Regions from separate parts of the Sus scrofa genome. Here region 1 is linked to region 2. A link is a contact called in public Hi-C data. All regions are on one chromosome and are shown on one strand. The core of a region is the stretch at or near the end of the contact, and the rest is flanking DNA. Distances in the headings are between cores, read along the strand shown.

What was found. A called contact is a pair of places that touch in the nucleus more often than the background predicts.
Region 1: a contact with region 2 is called in a Hi-C map of retroperitoneal adipose tissue, with 1.7 times the contacts expected there. The contact joins the enhancer-like site here to the promoter of AFDN in region 2. A contact is called at or near these places in 8 of 47 Hi-C or Micro-C datasets (embryonic fibroblasts, epiblast stem cells, fetal skeletal muscle and 4 more) and 2 of 2 datasets of contacts at active chromatin or transcription factors (alveolar macrophages and skeletal muscle).

What each region holds. Positions count from the first base shown.
Region 1 is chr1:1,773,061-1,779,189 of Sscrofa11.1, forward strand. No RefSeq gene overlaps it. Among named protein-coding and RNA genes, the nearest start is that of AFDN, 78 kb to the left of the region's middle. Within about 2 kb of position 2,336, at least 23 of the 83 cell types and tissues checked have an H3K27ac peak or open chromatin away from gene starts, as enhancers often do. A contact at or near this core is called in alveolar macrophages, liver, retroperitoneal adipose tissue and 1 more, where this site is marked.
Region 2 is chr1:1,695,490-1,701,088 of Sscrofa11.1, forward strand. AFDN (afadin) reads right to left here and starts at 2,985. Exons shown (of 32, transcript XM_021085839.1): 1 at 2,855-2,985. The coding sequence starts at 2,959.

The DNA.
Region 1 (6,129 bases), core at 1,086-3,585, 77 kb after region 2:
TCACCTCCCTCCTGTGACATCCGCACGCCCCGTAAAGGGACTTGTTCACTTTGCTCTTTTTGGTGTTTGGAAGATCACATATTATCTTGTTTTAGATTATACTGGTGCGTATATTTAAGATTTCTAAGTAATTATCTTACATATGTGTGTGTGTGTGTGTATCTATATATCTTACACACACACCACACACACACACACACACACACGTAGGCCTTGCTCACGGTGTGCAGAAGTTCCTGGGCCGGGGATCGAACCCGTGCCAGAGCAGTGACAATGTCAGTTCCTTAACCTGCTGGGCCACCAAGGACCTCCCTAATTTGTATTTTTGAAACCACACACAAGTGGGTCTTGTGCACGTGTGTGCAAGCGCCTTGTGTGTGTGCGTGCACTTACTGCATGTGTGCGTGTCCATGCGCAGGAGGAAGGCCCCGGAGGACTCTCTAGTCTCCTGCCTGCCCGCCCCCCTCCGCCCTCAGCCTTCGGCTGTTGTTCATTTCATCTGGGTTTCTCTTCCTGATGGCTTTTGTTGTCTCTTTGTATTTTTTGTAGATTTTTTGGGATCTCATTAGATTTTGAACTTTCTTTTTTTTTTTTTTTTTTTTTTTTTTTTTTTTTTTGTCTTTTTGCTATTTCTTTGAGCCGCTCCTGCGGCATGTGGAGGTTCCCAGGCTAGGGGTCGCATCGAAGCTGTAGCCGAAGCAACGCGGGATCCGAGCCGAGTCTGCAACGTACACCACAGCTCACGGCAACGCCGGATCGTTAACCCACTGAGCAAGGGCAGGGGTCGAACCCACAACCTCATGGTTCCTAGTCGGATTCGTTAACCACTGCGCCACGACGGGAACTCCAAGATTTTGAAGTTTCTTTTGTTAATTGGTCTCAGTGGCCTTGACAGCGTTTCTATGTGTGACATTTACTTTAGTTATTTTTTTCTTTTTTGGGTCATTTTGTCTTTTTAAGACCACACCAGCGGCATATGGAGTTTCCCAGGCTAGGGGTCTGATAGGATCCGTAGCCACCGGCCTACACCAGAGCCACAGCAATGCGGGATCCGAGCCTCGCCTGCGACCTACACCACAGCTCATGGCAACACCAGCTCCTCAACCCACTGAGCGGGGCCAGGGATCGAACACGCATCCTCATGGATTCTAGGCGGGATCGTTCACTGCTGCACCACGAAGGGACCTTGACATTTACTTTCTTGAGCTAATTTTTGCTCAAGAAATTGGCAAACATTTCAGTGGCTGAGACATCTTCATTTTTCTAGGAGGCGTATTCTTTGTAAGGTCTTGTGGATTTGACATGAATCCTGCTGCTTTTAACTAAATCGTCTTTTTTTGATCAAAGGACAAAACGACGATGTAAGCATGCCAGCCTGTCTTCACCCAGGAGCCCGAGCCTGCTTGCTCCGAGGTGTGAGACTTGCTTTCTTCTCCTTAGCACTCTTGGGCGTGCTCGCTGTAGGGCTGTGGCTTTACCATCCCATTTTTCTCTGCGGCGTTGCTGGTTTGATCCCCAGCCTGGCACAGCGGGTTAAGGAGTGTGCCAGGTAGGTCACACCTGTGGGTAGGTCACAGCTGTGGCTCAGATTCAGTCCCTGGCCGGGAATTTCCATGTGTCGCGGGTGCGGCCAAAAAAGGAAAAACAACACCCACAAGAACTCTTTACAAACAGCTTGGTTCCGTGGCCGCCTGGAGCCCTGTGTTGTAGAAATCTGAGAATCTGCATTTGTATTTCTTTGCCTGTAATTTTTTTCTCCTTCCGAGGGCTTATGGTATTTTAACCGTTACCCCCATTTGGCGGGATTGAGAAGGGGAGGAGAGATGTACTTTTATTGCTATTTACAAACCCTTATTTCAGCTCCTAAACTCAGTACCGATGGAGACAAATTCACACATGTCGTATTTTTAATAGGCCTGAGGACCAACACGTCAAAGTGCTGATCGTTCTCAGGAAAGACGTTTTCAGTGAAAAGCACCGGGGCCGACGCCGCTGTCCGCGGTTTTCCCTTTGCGGAGGGCGCAGAGCGGGAGGAAGGGCCCCGTTGCCGGGAAGGCGGGGGGAGCCTGGCAGCCACCCCCCGAAGTCGCATCAGGCTGCAGCCTTCCCGCTGGGTTGGTTCGGGGCCTGCGGGCCAGTGTTTGGGCCATGAAAGGGAATAGCTGGTGCCTTCAGCTACGCGAAACAGAAACTCTGACTCAAACTGGCTTTGAAAGAAAAAAGGAAACATCCTGCCTTGCACATCAGGAAGCAGGAAGCCCTGGGCGGGTGGGGAGTGCGGGTCTGTGAATCAGTGGGTCAGCCTGGCCATCGGCCATGCGAGGCTCCTCGTCCGAGGGCCGGTTTCCCCTGTCGTCAGAGGCTGAGGACAGCGGGGCTGGGCGGCGTCCTCCACCCCAGCCGGGGCCGTGGGGGTGGCGGGGTGTCTTTCTCTTCAGTCCGACAGGCTGTCCTCCCTGCGGGACCTAGCTGTCCCCTGGGGGCGCCTGCTGTGTGACCAGTGGCTTGTCAGTGGGTCAGGGCTCTTGAACCCTGGAGTGGGGCCCCAAGGCCCCGGGCATGTCTGATGCCCAAGGCTGCAGCCCCCAGTCCTTGTGGCAGGAGGACGCGGTTACGGGGGGAGGGGGTAGCAATGGGAACAAAACTGTGGTTCTGTCGGCCAGGGAGTGTGTCCCCGTGGATGGAGCTGGGACACAGACAGCTCACCCACTCTCATGTTCCCGCTGGTGTGGCCGGGGAAAAAAAACCCCACAGACTGGAGAATCAGCCCCAGGAACAGGGCTGTGCCTTGGAGCCCCAGAGGACAGGCGCTCAGGGGATGCTGGATTTGGAGTCTGGTCGGCGCTGAGTTGGGGACCTGGCCTGGACCCCAACCTGGGGCACACACTGCCCAGGAGTGGGAGCCTGGGAGCCCCGTGCAGGCTCCTGGGCTCTGGGGGCAGTGGCCACGATGTCTGGGGCCCAGCACACAGTCTCCGTCCTGCTCCTGGCCAGCACGCAGGTGCAGAGCGTCCCGGCTAGTGAGCGCCCCTGTGGGTGGAGTCAGAGCAGCACCCAGCCTGCTGGACCCTGCTGGGCCTCGCCACGTGGCTGGCCCCAGACCCAGGCTCCTTCCCTTCCCCAGCCTGCTCCCTGGTCCACCCTCCCTCCCCCACCCAGGGCCCTGGCCCTCTCACTCCCTTTCCCTGCTCTCGGCCGCCACCTGGCACGTCCTGGCACGTCTGACATCAAACCCCAGAACAGCTCTCCCGGGTGGGCGGTGGCTGTCCCGCATGCGCGTCCCTGTCCAGCGGGGCAGGCGTGCGCAGCCGGTCCTCCTCCAGGCTGCTCACCTCCTGCTCACCTCTCCGGACACCCCAGGAGTGTCCGGCTAAGCACGCAGTCTCGGGAGACAGACGGCCGGGCTCAGATGTCAGGCCTGCTCCCAGGTGGACGGACTGGCCACAGCCTCGGGATTTCACCACCTGGGAAGGAAGGTGGTCGTTACCGTCTGTGCAGTAGGCGTTAGATTAAAGAGGGACTCTGAAGTCGTCGAGAGCCCAAGTGACCCACGTGCTGTGTCATCACTATCCCCCTTCCGTGCCCTGTGGAGGCAGAGTCACGGGCACCCAGGTCGGGAAGCCTGGAGCAACGGCTGTGGGCGTCGCAGCTCCTGGGGGACTTGCTGGAGGTTAATGCTCTTGTTACACCCCTTCCCCAGAAAGAACCAAGGGAGGGAGAGAGACAGCGAGAGGGAGAAGCGGGGGCGGGAGGGAGGGAGGGAGGAGGTGGGAAGAAAGGAAGCCTCAGGCATCATCTGGCAGCGGGACCAGGAGCTGCGCTCCCACGGGGTCGCAGCTCAGAAGGGAGGCGCTTTGGCAGCCAGATGGTGCTGCTGAAAGGACAGTGGCAGCAATTTGGGGGTGACGGCCCCCTGGCGTTGCCTCGGATCCTGATTTGCTGTAACAAAGCAAATATTCTGTGTTACACACACGGCCTTTTCAGAGGACACAGAGGACGTCGCGGAGGCTGGAAGAGGGTGAAGATGCTGTAGAAATTATCTCATTAGTTTTCTTCGTCAAGGCAAAAATCGTTTTGTACATAAATTCTATGATAAATGAAATTAGCTTTGAATTTGAGGGTCATTGGATGAATAAAAATACGCTCTAGTGTGTATTCGAAACGGATGCTTTCCCAGCACAAAGGGAATCCTTTGCCAAGTGTGTTTTGCACAGCCCACATCCCTCCTCTTCCTTTTTGGGAAAAGAAAAAAAAAAAAGGAAAGAAGAACTGTTGGGGAAAAAAGGAAAGCAGAACTTGGCACGGCCTAGTCGCATCAGAGAAATAATCCTGCAAGGTCCAGGTCGATAACAGACGAGGTGAGCCCGGGGTTTCAGGGAGTCCCCTTCTTAGTACAAAGCACAAAGCAATTTAAAAAATCATATAAAGATAACTTTACGTTGAAAACAACCCTCTTTATTGCTCCCCCTGCTGACTGTAAAATAAATACAATCTAGTGAGAAAAAAAAGAGAGAAGTGGGAAAGACGGGAAGATGAAAATTTCCGTAACCACCGTCCTGCCCACCCCCAGCCGAAGAGCCACAGTCAGGGCCTGCGGAACCGTCCCCATTGGTTTTTTGGCGCCTGAACTGAAACCGAGATGGCGTGTGAATGAATTCCCATGAGACGTGATGTCCCGTCGTACAGGGGACTCTGTTACCTTTCTTACTTCCTGTCGGGGACGTCTTTCCCCACCGGTGACCACAGATCGTTACTCTGGCAGCCACATCGCACGGCTCCACCAGGACTTAGGACCCAAGCCCGTGGGGACCCGTCCTCGGGCCTCCCCCAGCTCTGCTGACCTGTCCGTGTACATAAACCTGTGAGTCCAGGAGACGACTTCGGGGCAGCCTCCCAGGGGTCGGTGTGCCCTCTCCAAGCCCCACCAGGGAGCGGGGGTGGGGGCCGAGCTCTGTGGGCTTCAGAGGAACAGAGGCTTGGTTTTGGAGCAGCCTGTGGGGTTCTGTTCTCCAGGCCCACAGGAAGGAGGAGGCTCGGTCCCCAGACGGGAGGGAGAAGTAACCCCTCTGTGTAAGCCCAGGTCATCGCCGTGCAGGAGGAGCCTGCAAACTCCCAGACCCAGACGACGCTCTGCTCTCGTGGTTTTAGCCATTTCTCCCAGCCTGGCGCTAAGACCCTCCGAGTGCCCTGGGACGCAGGCTCTGCCACCCAAATCCAGACGCCTGCCATCTGAGGACACGGATCTGGGCTCTGCTGTCCATTGCTCGGGCCGGGGGCGGGGTCCTCTGTGTATTTGTTGCATTCTGCTTGTGTTTGGACTTAGTGTGGCCAGCTCGTACTGGTATTTCTACCTGCCACGATTTTCCTTGCCTTTTTCAGTTTTAAGTTTTTGCCTTTTATTGAAACGATCTGGCTCTCCTGTCCCCTGTTTCCTCCGGAGGCTGGAAGGTGTAGGGTCTCCAGCTATGCTTTCAGGGCTGACCCTACACGGCCTCGCCGGCCCCTCTATTAGCAAGAGCGCCGAGATGCTCAAGGCGCTCAAGGCACTCAAGGCGCGGAGACACCCGGCTCCTGCGCCCGCCGCACCACTCCCTGGTTCTGCTCTACGTGCAAGTGATTCCGAGCCCCAGCCATTACGGTTCGGGTTCGGATGGCAGACATGCGCTGTCCGTGTTTATTCGCGGTCACCGGGCGGTTTAGACTTGTCACCGCTCGCTCTTCCTACCAGATCCGCTTCCCATCTGGCTCTAAAGCTCCTCTGACGGAATGCGGGTCTCCCCAGCCGTTTCACGCGGGGCTGCAGGTGGGACCCTCATTCTTTGTCTGGAAACGGCCTCTCTCTTGTGCAGAACCGTCGTTTAGCTCCACGTGGTTTCGGGAGAATTCTGGGGTCGGTCCCATCACAGGTGTTTTCTCTCCGGCTGCTTTAAAATGTTCCTCCTTGTCTTTGATGTTATTCAGATTTGCCTCGAGAGGCTGTGAACAAAAGTTTTAAAATGCGCAGGTGCATCTTGGCGGTGTGTGGGTTCGGTTCCAGACCGCGGGATAAAGGGAGGGTGTGAAAAAGTGAGCCACATGGATTTCTTGGTTTCCCCGTGCCCTCGAGGGTCCTTCTACACTGTGCTGTAG
Region 2 (5,599 bases), core at 1,735-4,234:
AATGCTCTTGGATGCATGTCGTATATTATAGGCTATAGTTTTCCACAGTTGTCAAGATATTAATTCAGCTTAACATCAATCTCCTGGTGACAAAATATCAACTTTAAGAATATCAACTCTCGTTTTCAATTCCAAGGGATCTAGGATCCAAAATGAGGAAGGGGCTGAAAAACATACAATGATAAAACAGAACTTCCTGGGCTGACAAACACACAAGGATAAAATAGAACTTCCTCTTACTTTGGAAGCCCTGTCTTTTCTACACACAAAGGTGAATACGAAGCAAACGTGACCAAGGGGATTTTAAACCATATTCTAATTTTCACTAAAAGTGGATGTAACCCAAAAAGCCAAGTTTATTATCTCCCTAAGCACAGAAACCACAGATCAGTGGTTATCAAGGCTGCCTGAAACCACCAACCACAAATGACTGATATGAGTTGATAATAGATACTGATCACTGTACCCCCCAAAAAAGCAATCAAAAGAAAACCACCCACAGCTATACTTATGTACATACATAAAAAAGATTATCCAAATATATAATGCTTAAATTGTATTCTTACAAACTGAATTCTGCAGTAAATGTGTTCAACATTTATCAAATATAATAAAGGCCAGTATAACACTTAAATCCCTTTAAAAAACTAAGGAAAATGATTTGTGACAAATAGAGTAAAAACTCATTTTTTCAAACATTAAAAAATTTCAGACAAAAAAGTGTAGCTAGAAATTGAAACCGCTGGCCTTGATATATTGGTTTAGAGAATTAACTTGAGTTTAAACCCACATCACAATTAAAGATACGTGCTAAAAGTAAAGCTTAAATTTCCCAGACCACAACAAACTTAACAGCACGCAAAGGTTCTCCAGAAAACAAAAAGCAAAGTGTGAACTAGGTACTGGACAACGTAACGGCTAAGACAAATAACACGGACGTTTGAGAAAAACAACTTGTTTCATTACGAAAGGCTTTCTGACACAACCCTGGAGAATCATTTCTAAAAATATTATATATGTATTTACGAGTGGGAGGGAGAAATTATTTCATATTACACTAAATGAAATAGTCATTTTCAAAAAATGTCCTTCAACCCCTGCTTTGCTTCAACACGTATGGACAGCAACTTTTCACCCATGGAATAACTAGGTGAATAACAGTCCAGTTTTATTTCAATAATTACTCATGTATCTAAGAAAATAGAGGTTTCAATCGAGTGTTTAAAAATAGAATTTAATGAAATCCATGAACTCTAAGCCATTTCTGATTCAGGATTTTTAAATGCCAACTGAACTTAAAATCCCAAAATGTAAACTGAATTAGCTATTACTAAACTGAAAAATAAATTTCTTTTATCAACCAGACTTGGGAATCTCTGAAAAAACAATTACAAATAGTTCCATTCAAACAAAAAAAAAAACACAAAACAACTAAGTACCAAAATAACATTTTACATCTGAATTTTTTAAACCAGAGATACGAAAAATGAACTCATTATTCTGAAAAGACAACATAATCCTGAAGGCTAAATTACTGCATGTCACCTTTCAAAAGACACGCTAATAAGCCTATGAATGAACACTTAACGACTTATTATTAATGTGCTTACCAGCATCTAACTCATAAAATCATCAGAGATGATGAGTGGTGAATCAGGAGTAACTTATGATCAGTGTTCAAACTGGCAACCTGAACCTAGCACTTTGCATTAGCATTCCACCGAGGATTAAGATGAATGGCTTTGCCCAGGAAGGCAGGAGAAATGGAATCTTTGCCACTACAGGCAAAATTTTACTTTACATCCAGAAAGTAAAAGTCAACCTTATTCAAAACACAAACTGGGGTTTAATCAGAAAAGGGATTAAATTTCATGAGACAGCTCAAATGTGCAAACAGGACTGGTGTCCAAAAGCTGACATTTTAGTAAATATACTGAGTTACCCATGAGAACAAGTCAGAAATAGGCGCTATCAAAATGATTCCCCAAGAGAACATAAATCCTGTGTAAGGTGTATGTCGTGCAGGCACCACCTCCACCTGAGAGGAAGCAAGCCCCGCACGTTCACTAGGACCGGCCTGCCGGGTCTCCCCAGGAGCCTCACCTCCACGCTGCTCCCACTGCCCTCCCGTCCCAGCCGACGGGGAGGAAACCTGTTTTTTCCTTTTTTTTCCCAACTGTTCGGGACTCTCTCGGCAGCTTTGCTATAAACAACTACCATTGTCCCAGGCCTGGAGCAAGTGCGATTTCCTCCTTTTCTCAGGAGCACGCCCAGGACCGGCCACCCCCGGGGGCAGCGCCGCCGGCGGGGGCCCGAGGCCACCGCGCCAGTCCCCGACCCAGCCCCCGACCCAGCCCCCGGCCCTGCCCAGCCCCCCGGGCCCCCCGGCCCTGCCCCCGGCCCGGCCCCAGGCTCAGGCCAGCACCACCCGCGCCCAGCCCCCACCCCCGCCCGCGGCCCCCTCCCCCAGCCCCTCCCCTCCCGGGGCCCGGGCCGCCGCGGGCGCGCGCACGGCCGGCGCGGGGAGGGGCGCTCGCCCGTCCACCTGAGCGCAGGCAGCGAATGGGAGGCAACCTTCTTTCCCCCGGAGTTCAATTCCGGGCTGCGTTATCGGCAAACCCGCACAATTGGAACAACTTTGCCGACGTTTACTTGGCGCTCGCGGCCCGCCGCCCCCCGGGCCCCCACTGCGGCCGAGCGCCGCGGGCACATGCTCGCTCGCCCAGCGACAAAGGTCCGCGGGCCGGGCCGGCGGGCGGGAGACCACCGGGCCCCGCCCCGCCCCGCCCCCCCCCCCGCCGCCGGGGCGCAGGTGACCGGGCCCGCGCGGGGGGCGTCGCGGAGGCCGCGCTACCTCGGTGGGCTGGCTGATCTCGAACAGGTCCAGCCGGTTGGCGTTCCAGTGCTGGATGATGTCGGCCAGCTTCCGCCGCTCCTCGTCGCGGGCGCCCGCCGACATCCTCCGGCCGCGCGGGGCCCGGGGTCGGGGGCCCGGGTCGGGCGGGGGGCCGCGCGCCCGGGCTCCGTGGGCCCGGCTCGCCGCTCGGCCGCCTCGGCCCGGCTGCCCGCGCCCCGCTCGGCGCGCCGGCTCCGCGGCCCCGGCCCGGCCGCCTCAGCTCTCGGCTCCGCGGGCTCCTCAGCCGCCGCCTCCGGCCCCGCTCCGGCCGCCGCGGCCCCGCGCCTCAGCCGCCGCCGCCGCCGCCGGCCCGCCCCGCGTCAGCCCGCCGGCCGGTGTGCGCCCCGAGCGCCCGCCCGCACGCGCCGCCGCCCCGCCCGCCGTGCGCGCCCCCGCGCCCGCGCGCCCGCGCCCGCACCTCCGGCCTCCGCTAGGTGCTGCTGCGCCCGCCCGCGCGCCGGGCGCCCGGCCGCCGGCGCCCGGGCCGGCGCGCGCGGGCGGGGCTGGGTCGCGACGGGCCGTTCCGGGTCCGACCGGTGGGCCGGGTTCGGATGGAGCCAGGTGCGGGCGGGCGGTGCGGGTCCCACCGGTGGGCCGGGTTCGCACGGAACCAGGTTCGGCTGGGCGGTACCGGGTCCGACCGGTGGGCGGGGTTCCGACGACAGAACTGGGTCTGGCCAGTGGGCGGGGTCGGGCGGGCGGTACGGGTCCGACCGGTGGGCGGGGTTCAGATGGAACCAGGTTCGGGCGGGCGGTACGGGTCCGACCAGTGGGCGGGGTTCCGACGGGCAGAACTGGGTCTGGCCAGTGGGCGGGGCTCGGGCGGGCGCTACTGGGTCCGACCGGCAGACCGGGTTCGGGCGAGCTTGCTGGGCGGGCCGGCAGTGCGGGAGGGAGGGGACGCGGCGAGCCCCTTGGGGTGCCGACCGCCCCGCACCCCGCGGTCCGGCGCGGGCTCCGGTCCGTCCCTTCCGAGGAGCGCGCGTCATCGCTGCGGGTGTGGACTGGGGATCGTGCAGCGCCCCCGGCCGGGTGCCGGGCCCCGCGCCGCGCGTGCTTCTCCCGCAGTGTCGGGTCGGCAAGGCCGCCTCGCCGTGTGTCTCCTTGCAGAGGGTCCGCGAGCGCCCCACGGACTCGAGGCAGCACAAAGTTGCAGCCATGGGTCCCTTGAGGCGCCTCTGGGCGCAGGGAGATGCTGCCTCCGCCGCCTGACAGCCTCCGAGTGTCCTGGTGCCTGTGCAGACCTAAGGTTCATTTCCGTAGCAAGTTTGGTCCGTTTAGGAGTATTTATTTCATGAGGTGTTTTTTCTTTGATTGCCTCACCCCCAAAAATACTGGCTGCAGAACACCTGCCAGCAGCAGACTGTTTCTCCATGCGTTGCGCGCTCGGTAGGGCCGAGTCTCCTACGTTATTTGTGATGCGTAGTCACCAAAAGCCTTCATCTTTGAAATACCACAGCTAAGCAATGAAAATAGTGAGCCCTTCCTTGACAAAGCCGCTTTATTTTTGTCATGACTCTGTCTTTTCCAGCATGGAGAAGATTTTTCTCTCCACCAATTGGATCTCTTCTTTTCTGGGAAAGACCAGAGAATTGTGCCGACCCTGCTGGGTTTTGTCTTCAGCCCTCGTTTCTGCGGCGGAGAGCAGTACAGCTTCATAAGGCGGCTTTTCAGCAGAGAAGCCTGCGGTGTTGAACCAGTGCCACGGGGGGCGGGGGAGGGGGGGAGATTCTTCAATAGAGCTCGTCTTCTTTCTCAAAATTAAAGTGGTGACTTGCAGAAAAGCATATGTGTATAAACGACACGTCCATGTTCTGACATTCTGTTCCTTTAGGGCTTTTAGTTCCTGTGCTTCTATAGAGACTGAAGTTGGTTTTTGTTTTTTTTTTGGTTTGTTGGTTTGTTTGTTGTGGGGAACGTCGCCCTGTCCATACAGCTCAGAACTGTCTAGCTAGGTCGCACACATGCCACGTGGGTTGTCAGCCATAGTGTCAGCTGAATTGTAACAGTAAGAGCTTTATTCCTGATGATGCTATTACCAAGAATGACTTGTCTCTTAGAGCAAAGAATTTAGTTTTGCGAAGATGGCAACTAGATGGCTGATAGCCAGAGCAAGTACCTGTGGAAAATTTAATATTGCTGGATGATAAACATGAGCTCCCTGCAGTGTTATTTTTGTAATAAAAATATGTAGCCTACCTGAAATGCCTACCCTATGATGCAGGACACAGAGAAGGCTCTAAGTCGGTGTTAATTATTACTGTTTTTCTGACTCATTAAAAACCCCTGTTTGTGGAGTTCCCGTCGTGGCGCAGTGGTTAACGAATCCGACTAGGAACCATGAGGTTGCAGGTTCGGTCCCTGCCCTTGCTCAGTGGGTTAAGGATCCGGCGTTGCCGTGAGCTGTGGTGTAGGTTGCAGCCTCGGCTCGGATCCCGAGTTGCTGTGGCTCTGGCGTAGGCCGGTGGCTACAGCTCCGATTCAACCCCTAGCCTGGGAACCTCCATATGCCGCGGGAGCGGCCCAAGAAATAGCAACAACAACAACAACAAAGACAAAAAGACAAAAATAAATAAATAAATAAAAACCCCTGTTTGTGTTACACGTGAGTGGTGTAGGGAGTATACAGTTTGTAACAGCTCTCAGCCAACGTTCGTTTATTGACAAAGGTTTAAAAGCCATAGGCTCCCGATGATTCTTCAA